2 separate regions of the Gossypium arboreum genome follow, and region 2 is linked to region 1. A link is a contact called in public Hi-C data. All regions are on one chromosome and are shown on one strand. The core of a region is the stretch at or near the end of the contact, and the rest is flanking DNA. Distances in the headings are between cores, read along the strand shown. Region 1 holds the start of LOC108489357 (protein transport protein SEC23-like). Region 2 holds the start of LOC108489744 (protein TIC 22-like, chloroplastic).

Region 1 (6,605 bases), core at 1,691-4,190:
CAGAATAAATATCAACATGTACAATTTTTTTTTTACAACATAAAACATTCACATTACAAGCAGAGCTGTCAATTCTGACCTGAACCAAAAACCTGACTGATAAACCCAAACCCGATTTAACCATAAAAAGTCAACAGCTTGAACCTGAAACTAAGCCGAACTCAGTCCAACCTGAACCAAAATTGATTTGAACTGAAAATTACCCAAACCCAAAATGACCAATACCTTAAACTAACAAGAACCAGAAATAATCCAAAACCCGTACTGACTCAACCCAAAAAATATGAGCCTCAAACCTGAATCAGAAACAACCCAACCCATAATGATATAAACCTGAAATTACCCAAGCCGAAGTAACCCAAAAATTTTAAACCCAAATTTGACCCAACCTCAAACCAACTTGATCCACCCAATTGACAGGTCTAATTACAAGCTACCAATAAAAAGAAGCATGGCATAAAAAACAAACCTTAATGACCTCATATTTTCATTGCATCTTACCTCTGATGCACTGAAAATTAAGCATGGTCGCACAGACAAGAGAGAGGGGGTTACATTTGGGTAGTTCAAGTTTACAAATAAATCTAGGGTATTTATGTCCTATTAGCTGCAGCAGGTTCTTTGATGTGTTAATTTGATCCATAGACCAATTAGGAGGCAGAAAAGAAATATGAACCTAACATATTACTGATATGATAATATGACTTAGGTATATTGAAGCAAATCAACTAGATCTAGTATAGAGACTGATTTATTTAAAAAACACAAGTTAAATATAACAATGAGGAACTAAAATGTGGGCAAGACACACCTGATCAAGTGCAGATGCAAAAAGATCAAGTACATGACCTTGGCTGACAAGCTGCTTCGCAAGACTATCATAAAATTTGACTGCTTTCTTAAAATACGGTGCAGCAACCTTATCAAGATCCTTATGGGAACGTACGGGTTCTGACAAGTCTTTTGATACAATCTGCAAAAATCATATGAATAATATAATACAAGATTATTAGTATAAATTAAAAACAAAGCAACTCTCAAATAAAGATGATTTGATTAATCTCCATTTTCTCAATTAGATCGTAATTGTGTACAAAGTATTCCTACAACTACAAGGTACCTAAGAACGAAGCTTGTCTTGCACAAAGATATATTAAGGTACTAGGCTATATGAAACTATACAGGTAACATGAAAATTGGCCAAAAACTTTGGAGACAGAATGAAAGTAATCAACAGGAATAAACCTTATGAGATAGAATTTCTCTTTTTAACCAAGTGCACAAGTAAATGTGCCAACATTCATACTAATCAAACAAAATAAAGGTCTCAGTCAATTTGCAGCAAAAATAAAGGTTATACCAATTACAACAAACCATGTCCATATCAACCATGCCATATTATTAAAGTGGATTGATCATAAACTACCAAAACATTCATCAGTAAACAAGTGATACCCATAAAATTTGGTCCTATCATTTAATTTTAGAGTAAGTAAGAATTCAGAAGCTAAACAAAGTAATGGCATTACCGTGCCTGGCCCTTCAGTACATGGACCACCAACCAAAGCAATAATCCTAGCACCAGTACCAGGCAAGCAAGCTGCAAGCAATCCTGCTGAAACACTTAAGGCCACTCCAGTGCACCTCGACGCCCTGTGCCCCGCTTGTACAGGCCATTGATCCGTTTGCAATTCATCCAACAACTACATTAAATTAAACCAACCACTAAATAAAAGAATTTAACCATTTAAAAAACTGAATTCCCACGAAAAATATATCAAAACGCACCGTGTCTAGGGTGTATTCGCAATCGGAAGCAGGCAATAAAAACCGGTTAACGCTAGTATTTGTGTAACCATTTTGCAGGACTTTCAGATACCCTACTGTTGGCCGCCGCCCAGCCGAACCGAGGCCCAACTGCTCCAACACTTGCTCCTTGGAAATCTCCTTGCTACCCCTGAAAACGTAGACCTTCGACATATCCGAGAACCCCAATTCATGAACCTGGACTTGAGTTCCAAACGAAACAAAGCCGACAAGCGCATGTTCTGGCAACAACCCAATAGCCTGCTTCATCGCCGATTTAACAAACTCAAGCTCTTCCTCTATCATGCAAGTGTCCAACACGAACACAAAAACTGGTGGCAATTGAGGAGCATTGGAATTGTTGGGATCGGGAAACGATTGGAGCGCGTATTGCACGGTGGTATACTGCGGATAGAGTTCGCCAGGCAAGTTCGTTTCGGATATCATGGCATAGTGAGGCGGAAAATGGTTTCGCTGGTAACAAAAAGGGCAGATCCAGATCTTGGCCATGAAGTCAACGCGGGCGAAGGCGTTGAGGACGGCGGAACATGTCTTGCATCGCAGCGGCGCGTAAGGCAGCATCGGAATGTCCGTGTGTGGACGGATCGGAGCGATTGAAGCAGCCAAAGGAATGACACACTTGCTGGCTTCCACCTTAGTGCGTGGCCAAACGTTCCACGTCATCCGTATTGCATCTATCCCTTCGGGATCCATGTTCGCCATTTCCGACATGGTTGAAATTTATTTGAATTTTTTTTTAAATCGAAGACAATTGTTCTTTTTTTTTTTTGGATTAGATTCGATCACTAACTTTGAACTTGAAAAAGAATTTCAGGGTTTTTCAAACTCTTTTTCCTGATTTTGGTCGACCCCCTGAAGAAACTGAAGAGAAAGGGGTCACCAGGAGATACGAAGAGAGAAGGATTGAAGTAAAAGCGTATCTGAAAAGGAAAAGTGAAAATAGGAATGAACTAAAAAGTGGGCATTTAAAGGGGCAGATTTCAGATTTGTAATAACGAAATATTATCGCCTTCCATTGTTTACCGATACGCTACAATTTATTTTTGGATTAATTTAGTAACCAAATATAAATGCCTCAAAATTTGAGAAATATGTCACTACTCGGAAGCATCGTTCTGTATTAACCCAATTTTATTATTTATTCTATCTAATTAATTTCTTTGATCTTTCTTCCATGCTTTCTTTTTATTTTATATTAATAATTTTTTAGAGTTTACAAATATAATACAACCAAAGTAAGATTATAAATACATGTTCAAGCACCTATTAAATAGAATCAAATTAATACTAAAATATATATTCAAATAACTACAAAATTAAATCAAATCAAACTAATACCAAAATATATATTAGAGCAACTATAAAATATATTCGAGCAACTATAAAATAGAATCTAACTAATACCAGTACAAAATAAACTAATAACTAAAATAATCTGGATAAAAACTCACACGCGATATGTAACGATCTGATTTTTAGCCGATATCGAAAAATGCAATTTTGAAGCGAAATTACATAAATCGAATTAGTGAAATCATTAATAGAATGATTTACTTATCTAGTACGGGATTATATTATTAGATTGTTGAGTAATTAAATTTAGAAAATCGTTAATTATAATATAAAAATTAAATTATAAAAATATACTCTCTATTAAATTTTAATTTAAAAAATGCAATAGAGCAATTCAATTAAAGACCTTAAAGCAATAAAATCAAAAACATGGTTAATGCCTTAAGTTAATCATAGCCATACTTTTCCACTAACTTAAGTAACATTAGATCATAACCATTTATTAAAAGATTAATTTTGATAATTAATCTTAGTATATATATAAGTTTGAGAGAGAAGGTAAATATTATCATCTTCTATCCATTGCCGATTTAAGGGGAAAAAAAAACATAGAGATTAAGGTTTTATTTCTTCACTTTTGGCCATCGAGGTAAATAAACCTTTTTTTTCTTGAAATTTTTATGGACTTTTAATTATGAGAGCTTAATATGTTAATTTATGTATTAGATTTCTTAATTGATAAGTATATATCAAATTGCCATTAATAAATTTTAATGAGTTTGAAGCTTGGTAGTGATGAAATTAGGATGATATGCATAGATTATGTTAAGGACCATGTTAGAATGTAGTGGAAAGTGTTGGGTTAAACTAGAAATTTAGTTAAGTCTTATAGTCAATTTTATGGTATTAGGGATCAAATTGAATAAAGTAAAAGTTATTGAAAAATTATGTCATTGATTGGAAGCTTGAGGTCCCTAATGAATGAATATAAAGTCGAATTTTGATTCGATAAATAATATCAAAAGATACGAGCATTTCAGATATTAGGGCTTAAAGGGACTAAATTGAATAGATTGTAATTCATGAATTAGTGATGTGTTTCAAGTGAAACTAACATCATTTTTATAATTGGACTTACCATACGTTGCTAACGGCAAAAGTCTAGACGTAAAGGAGTAAATGAAATGTGAAGTTCATAGTTGATGTAACACCCCAAACCTGGCCCAGACGTTAAAGCCGAATCCGACGTGCCACTTTGAAGTCAAAAACCCGTGTTCCCTTTTCAGTGTTTTAAAAGCTGACTTTTGTTAAACTAACCAAGTGAATGGAAGCTATGCACCAGATAGGAAACCGGAAAAGAGGAGGTGAGTCCATCGGACTACTTAAGTACCAAACTCCCTTCGGATCCAATCCTAGACATGCAAACCGCCATTGCCATACCTTAACGTCATGTATATTTCTAGGAAACCGATTTGATTAAGTCTTTTTTAGGAAAAGTGATTAATTTTAGAAAATATCTTCATTGCGGAAGCTTTGCTTGTTTTCGTGTTATTTTGAAATCAATTACTGTTTTTGAAAACGCGCCCTAAAGCTATCTAATTTCAACAGTTAAATATAAATATTACCTATCTTAATAAAACATATAAAAACCATCAAAAATAAATAAGCGGCCTTATTACATTTAAAAGCCCAAAACCTCAAACGTAATTAAAAGGATGTCCAGTTCACCAGAAAATCAAACTTTCAGAGCGGGTGGCAACTCCGAATTCCCTCACAGCTCCAAGCCCACTATGGTTGGGGATTACCTGCGTGGAAGAAAATAAAAGGCATGAGTTTGGGAAAACTCAGTGTGTAAATTAACCCAACCATAGCCTATATCAGCTCAAACCACAGAAATAGAATAAGTTGGCCTTAGCCCAGAACAGAATTCAGAATGAAACCCATAGGCCCATAACAGAACAGAACAGATATTACATATTTATGCAGAAACCCAACCCAGATTCATCCATAACACCCCCGTACTAGCCTTACACCATGTGAGGAGACTGCTCGACCCAACCAACCGTTACACACCACAGAAATCGCAGCGAGGCTGCCAGATATTGTGACGAAGTCACCAGATCTGAATATTGTGGCGAGCCACGAAGCAGATATATGTGGCGAGCCACCGGATCGAATAATTGTGGCATAGCCACCGGGCGCTTCCTCCATAGTATAACCCAAGTCCCCATGCAACAGATATATAATCATGGCATACATCATACAGAATCAGATCGTCATGCTTTTCAGTGAAAAGTAACCCTAGGGGTATAATGGTAATTTTGCATACATAGGGGTATTCAAGTAATTTTAACTATTCTTAAGGTTTTCATACATAACATAGCCATTTACATACGATCAGAAACACTTACCGTGTTTTCTTACCAATTTGGGCCCGTTGGCCCATTATCCCGTTTTTGGCCCATTAAGCCCAAAAATATCGAAATGCACAGAATAGCGCACTCTGCAGTCTTATCACTTTAATTTACCATATACATCAAACTATTAATCTCATGAGCATTCACACACTCGCAAGATCTCAAAATACCGGCTTTTCGGCATTTCGACTTTTCAGCTTGTGCCGATCTAGTCTATAAGAGGGTGTTAGTTACACACCTGTTTGCGACGATATCTTGTGAGATCCACACGAACCGCCTACAATTGGATTACTAACACGTTAATCTAACTATTCAAATACAAACTACGTATTAACCCCTTACAATATTCGGCCAACCACACCTACAGATCATAGTAAGCTTATAAGAAAACAATAAGCAACTCATTAACAAATTTTTGTCAATGTTTACCACATAATCATAATTTCACTGCAAGCTGTCTTCCTGAGCAACAGTCACTAAATTATTTATAACTGGAGCTACGAAACTCCAAATCAAGTGCCGTTAATTTTCCCTGAAAATAGACTCATATATCTTTTATCCATAAAATTTTCAGAATTTTTGGTATGGCCAATCAATACCAGATTTTTCTTAAAGTTTCCCATGTTTCACTGTTTGACTAATCTGACCACTCTTCATTACGAATCAAATTTCTCATTGTACAGAATTCAAAATATGTTCTCATTTATTCCATTTGAAACTAGACTCATTAAGCTTTAATTACATAATTTATGCAGCTTCTAACCCATCTCCCACAATTTATGGTGATTTTCCAAAGTCACGTTACTGCTGCTGTCCCAAGCAGATTTATTACCAAATCACTCTTTCACACCTAACTTGCATGCTTGTTATTTAAACATGTATATCACCAATCAATCATCACATATCTATGATTTTACTTAAGTATAATCTCCATTTCATCATTTTAAAGCACAACATGTTAGCCGATTTTCCCCTTAGCATCTAAGGCTCATGCATGCTCATTTGTTTGGCTCAACTTCACCTATCTTCCATTTTTCATCAAAAGAACATGAAACAACAACCATTTCC
Region 2 (6,605 bases), core at 2,791-5,290, 250 kb before region 1:
TTAATTGACAAGCTTTATGGACAGCAAATGGTTCTTATCCCCAAAGCTCCACTTTCCACACTATGAGAAAACTGTTAATACAAAGAAGCAACTTACTTTCATTCCCTTGATTATGTCCTCGAAAACAGCAACCTGTGAATTTTATAATATACATATATTACCGTAGAGAAAGTATATCGTTGAATTATAAAGCGTAACTATACACGTGTGCATATGTGTGTGAATATGAAAAATTACAGTCAAGCATTCTTTTCAAGAAAACAGCAGCCAACCTGAATATCCCCAGGTCTAAAGGCAGGATTCAATTGATTCTGGTCACGGGAAGCTCTCAGAAGTGATTGCTCTAAATCCTCCTAAAAGAATTTTGAAACATAAGATCTGGAGACTATCCATGAACATTGTGCATATAAAAAGGCTATCTATTTACCAACCTTTCGAAAGAAAACTGGTCGATAGCTCTTATTTTGACTTCTTAGTACCAAGCTCCTAGACTGAAAACCAAATATTTCAACAATTTCAAATCTTGCATAATCAAATAAAGGTTGTGCTCAGATATAAATGTAACAAATAAAACTACAGAAACACAGCTGTTTTCTCCCAAGTAGTGATGTTTAAAGAAAAGGCAGCTAACTAGTAACAAAGACCACCAGGCTTCATGCCCCCACAAAGCTTAGGGTCAAATTCCAAAACCATTAACCCAGACAGAAATTGGATAATATGGTCAAGACTACCTCAAATTAATTTTAATATTCCATACCATATGACAACAAAAAAGATGTTGCAATTGATCATGCAGAAACCCAAAGCTTTGAGAGATGACAAGATTATACAGAAAGGAAGAAATATGAAGAGCAACAAATATTGCAGCAAAAAGGCTTAATAAATTTTATAAATCGCATTCTATTCTAGTAGGATTACTATATGCCCTAAACACATACAAATACATGCTAACGTATTAAACACTGCTAGAAAGGACCTGGAAAACTGGAACACCGGGGAAGCTATCATCAGAGAAACCAGCTCTTTCCCTTTCCTATTCAAAGAAAAAAAATTGTTGCATACATACTTAGCATGCATTTTACAAACAATAAGCAAGTTGGTAAGCATGAACAGAAATAAAAAAGAGGAGAAAGAAAATTATATGGAATGAAGAACAGAAAAAACAATTAACCTTTGTTACCGGGAGAAGAAAAAGCGATCTCATAAACGTTATGACCATACTTGGAACCATTCAAAATCTACCAGAGAGTAAATTACTGTGATTTCTTTCAACATAATTCTGAACCAAAATCCTCACTCTATACTTCATAGCTGATATAACTACTATCAATCAGCATAACCAGTGTTTTAGAAACCGAACCAAAGATTAAACCGGTTAAGCCCCAGTTCAAACGGTTTGATATCAAATCACTAATTCAGATCCCCTCTCGATTAAAGAGAATATGAAGAAAAAAAAAATATTAAAACTTCTCAATCTCCCCTCCATTGTTCTTCTCTCCCCTTGCTCTGTTTTATCTACTTTAGCATCTATTTTTCCTTAAATTCTTATTTCTTGATTTCAAGCCAATTTGGTTCATATCAAAATCCTTCTATAGTTAGTACCCACCAAATTAAGAAAACCCTGCATTCCCAATTCATGTCAAGCTGTGCCTATCCACAAAAAGAAAACCAAATCCACCATTCAATTAAACTCTTTCTTTTTTTATTTTACCAAAAAAAATTCAAACATCGCAAACTAAATTTTATCTGATTGGTTGAATTGTAATGGATCTCTAGAAGATACTTTGATGAAAATAAACCAAGTTTTCTAGCAGATACTTTGATAGAAATAAAGAAGAGGAGATGAATATGGCTGCTAGAAGGAAAGAAGAGAAGATGAAGATCTTCTTCAATTGGGTTCAAAAAGTCTGACTCAAATGGGTTAAAAAGCCTAAAATCAGTTTTTCTACTTCTTTTTTTTTCCCTCTTTCTTGGTCTGGTTTTCCCATTTTTTGTCCAATTCTCTCCAGGTTGATAAATATCCGGTTATGTATGAGATGATAAACCGCTGGATCTGCTGGTTCCCAGTTGAACTGGCCGGTCTGGTCCGATTTTACATCATTGTGTAGAACCTTAACAACTTTTGAAATAATCACATAGGTAAAGCATTTTAGTTTTTAAGTGATTCACCAGCTTTCTTAGCAGGTTTCTTAAGAAGAGGAAAAAAATTACTGGTGCTATAAGAAACTGACACTTCAGCTACTTATAACTACTTATAAGTGCTTCATTCAGTTTGTCGTAGAATATCAAAGAGGTAAATAACTTTTCTATAAATTAATTGAACCCCAATAAAAAAGCAATTGTCATTTGGCTCTGCTAATTTAACAGTAAAATCACACCCAACAATTACAACGATCCCATAGGAGAAGTATATTGAAAGTTATAACCAGACAATCTAATAGTGGATAAGATAAGACTCCAAGTATGACATTTCTCTACACAGGAAATGAGAACATGCAAACTAGTTTCACACAAAAGGAATAAATAAGATAATCACTTTTGAATATACTGTTTGGCTCAAGTCCTCATGTCAGACATTTTCCTTTGTCAGGATTATTAAAACATATCATATCTTTTGCATGAAAGAAAGAACAATAAAAAGTTATAGGATTCCTACATCAACCTTGAAACTTATAAGAACCCAAAATAGAGAGCATAAAATTCATTCTATCCACATAATACAAAGACTCACAGATAAATTAGCTCATTGTATAACAAACTACTCACTCTAAGTGCATTCTTGATCTGAGTGGACTCTGGTACCAGCCTAAGTGCCACACCAGCAACCTGCAGCTGGACAACCTGCAAAACCCCCATATCCAAGCATGACTCCTCCAACATTTATCTCATTCATATAAACCAAACAAACAATTAATTACACAATGAAAAAAAAAAAAAAACCAAATTAGTTAAGATTTAAAGGCACGGTAAGTTAACAATCTAATAACAGGCTCGATTTCGTCTTTTGCTTTTGCGGCTTACTATTTCCTTGCTCAAAATGTTGCTAAAAAGAAATATTAGAAAGTAAAAAGCTCAATCCTATGTCACTACAAGAACAAACAGCTGAAGCTAAAACATTTTCAAATCTGTTATTTTATCTTTTATATCTAAGAAAATGGCAAACACAAGTGGGAAACAGACATTAGCCTCTTAATGGACTCCATAGTCCATAAAACTTTGTACATTTTCTACACAAATTTAATCTATCAAACGCATTTTGAAAAATCCAAATAGAAAGAAAGAAGGAAAGAAAATAACCTTGTTGAGAGCAACAGCAACCACTTTAGAACCTCCTTTTCGCATGCCAGGATCCATATTCTTCATCTGTTCCAAAAGAGCCTCAGCGTCCTCCTTCTTGAAACACAACAACCCAAGTGATTTTTTCGTCGAAACACCCGAAACCAACACGAATTCCTCCTCTGAGTTACTCAAGGCATAGACCGGAACCCCAGCCAATCTCTCTTCTAATTTCTCAGCCGGCATGGCAGCACCGTTTTTTTTACTCAAAGCAATCTGGGTCTTGCTAGAATCAGCAATTCGAGCAAAAACCGGCCCTTTTGGAGAAAAAGAAGGCGGATTAAAGTGAGAAAAGGTGGAGTTAAAAGCGTCCATCAACTGATTTTGAGTTTGTCGGAAGAGAGAAGAGCAGTGGGTCTGGATGTTCGAGAAGGCTTGCTGGAGGTCTTGGAGAGGAGGGGTTTGTTTGAATGGCGAGAAATTTTTGGGGGTTTTGGAGTTGCTAGGGGGGTTCATCTTTCTTTCCTTTTTGGTTCACGGGAAAATTTAGGATAATATCGGAGAAAACAGTGAGCTTTTGTAGTTGGAATCAGTTTCGGGGATGAGTAGGGAGCGACCGAAAGGAGGGAAATAGAAAAAACATTCATTTGCCGGCGACAAGCGAGAATTTAGAAATATGGGCCGGACGGGTGGGTTGGACCTTTAGAACAAAATTATTTAACCCTCGATCCAAATTAATATCTATTAATAATAAACTCTTCAACACCTCATATCATCATCTTGCTTGAATCACTATTTAACTCGTGATTAATCGGGTGGGATAAGTTAGTCGTTAATTCAGTTAAATTACGAATCGCACGATTGATTTTTCATGTTTGGGGCCCAAAATTTTGACCCAAAGCAAGGGAAAAAGTCGAATCTTAAACCAAGCCCAAGTACAAAAAAGTTTTGAGTGCGTTAACAATTGGAATCAAAATTTATGGAAACATAAAATGAGCACTAAGTCTGTGAAGTAGAGCATTGAGGACCCAACCAACTTATGGGCCAAGCCTGCTTATTCTCTAATTATTTTGAAATAGAAATTAGAGATCGCTGTTATCAAGGAAAGTTGGTTATATTTGCTACCCACAAACTCAATTGTATTGATTAATTACTCAATCTATCTAATACTATGAATTACTTTTTCTTCAATTATAACAATATCATCCTTTTCAATAATGGTGATAAAGTATATTGCCATTTTTGAAGCATGGTCATTGGAAAATTAAAGTAAAAATTTACTTTTGGGACAGTATTACTATTTTTCATAATTATAAAATCAAAATCAAAATTTAAATTATTTTTAAATACTATTGAATTATTTGAATACAAACCAAACGTTTAAAACTTATTTTAATTTTAATCATATATTATTTTGAGATAAATGCATTATTATTTTTAAATAAACTAATGATATTTTAAAATAAATAAATTAAATTACATGTTTGTCAATAATAAAATAACTTTTTAATTATAAATGTTATTAAAAATATTAAAATTAATAAGTTTTTATTTCATTTCATTCCATAATTTTGAAAAATATCATCATATTCTAAGTAAAATATTTAGTTAACTAAACATATTGTTTTAGTCACTTTAAGTTGATAATGGACTATAAGGATTTTTCACACCCCAAAGATGATGGAAGGCTTGCAAGACATAGGGTAACTATAAGGGCGTCCAAATTTATACTTCAAGACGCTCTTCGATGCTTAATTCATAGCAGAGGCGTAGCCAAAGGGGTAGGAAGGGGCCTTTCCCCCCTCCCTCTTAACTCAAAAGAAAATTAGCTTTATAATCCCTCCCAAAATTAAAAAAAAAAAACAATTTAGTTCTTTTTAACATTTGATTTAATGGAAAAACCATAATTTTAGCCTTTTTTGAAAACTTCAATACAAAAATTTTATCTTTATCTCCCTCCCCAAATTTTATAATATTACCTCAATCTCCTTAAACAAAATTTCTAACTTCACTCCTGATTCAGAGTAAGGAACAACAATAAGTTTAAGAAAATATTTAATAAGAGTACGAGTAAGAAGTGAACTCAAACCTCAAACTAGTATACACGATACTTTTTACACTGAAGGAATCATGGGAGCTTGGCTAGTGTGATAATGTATAAATGTTTGAGGCTTAGGGTGGGTTTGGGATGACAGCATGGTGCGGTGCGGTGCGTTTAGGTTACTTTTTGTCTCACGCTACAGTATCTAATCTCACCGCCACACACTAACCACAGGTAAACGCACAACCCATCCAAACTCACCTTTAGCCGTTCATTACTTGGGACTAGTTGAGGTCATTGTCCTTATTGGCAAGGTTGCCCTACAATTCACTTGTTACTCTCACCCCTTGATCTTTGGCAAGTATTGTAGTTGATTCAAGAGAAGTGCTTGGTAGCCGCCCATTGTATGACAACTATCAGTTATGGAGATTCTTTTCTCTTAGCCTAGGTAATATATTTTGGCTTGGTGCTCATTCCTTTAGGCTTAATATCTCTGATATAATACGTATCATTATAATTTTTATAGACTTTAATTGTCATTACTTATTTTTACTAAATATTATAATCTTACATTTTAATAATCATATTCTCCACAATCACATTTCATAAAATTTTTAATATAAAAATTTTAAACATCACTCAAATATAAAGTTGATCTAGAATCATCTTTCTCTTCTCTTATAAAAATACAAGAGATAAAATAAAAGAAAAAATAATTAAATTTAGGGTGATATCGATTTAATTTAATTAATTTTTAAAAATTTTTAAACTGTCTATCATAATTTAGTTCAATTTGATTTGGTTCTCAATTTTTTATATTAATTTTAAAAAAATTTACACTTATTTTAGTAAAATGAATTGTCTAAATTTTTTGTCATAAACATGTATAAAAATAAATTTTCAATTTTTTGAATTTATTATTATTATTTTAAATATAAAAGATTTACTTTTATATTATAAAAAGTTAAAATTAAATAAAAAATAGAAATAAGTTGGATTGTGTATTGAAGTAATCAAATTATAAATTAGAATGATGATTGAAGCTTTATGGAATTTGAAAACAAAAGTGTTTGATTCTCACACAAGAAAAAGGCATATTTGTCATTTAGTCATGAAAGGTGGTTGTAGTGGTTGTTGCCAAATAACGGGATTTGTATAGAAAAAGAAAGCAATATAAGCGTAAAGTGGAGATTGCGTCCTATGCGGGAAACCTACCAACATATCACTATTCCTTTCATCACATATATTTTTCTCATTATTTTTATGATTTTTAAATATTAATTTTTTT

The links. A called contact is a pair of places that touch in the nucleus more often than the background predicts.
Region 2: a contact with region 1 is called in a Hi-C map of leaf, with 2.2 times the contacts expected there. The contact joins the promoter of LOC108489744 here to the promoter of LOC108489357 in region 1. A contact is called at or near these places in 2 of 5 Hi-C or Micro-C datasets (both in leaf).

What each region holds. Positions count from the first base shown.
Region 1 is chr10:43,767,709-43,774,313 of ASM2569848v2, reverse strand. It overlaps LOC108489357 (protein transport protein SEC23-like), which reads right to left and starts at 2,940. Exons shown (of 12, transcript XM_053020035.1): 1 at 1,789-2,940; 2 at 1,530-1,703; 3 at 812-973. The coding sequence starts at 2,538.
Region 2 is chr10:44,014,480-44,021,084 of ASM2569848v2, reverse strand. LOC108489744 (protein TIC 22-like, chloroplastic) reads right to left here and starts at 4,040. Exons shown (of 8, transcript XM_017794466.2): 1 at 3,298-4,040; 2 at 2,767-2,841; 3 at 977-1,033; 4 at 432-491; 5 at 273-353; 6 at 97-132. The coding sequence starts at 3,792.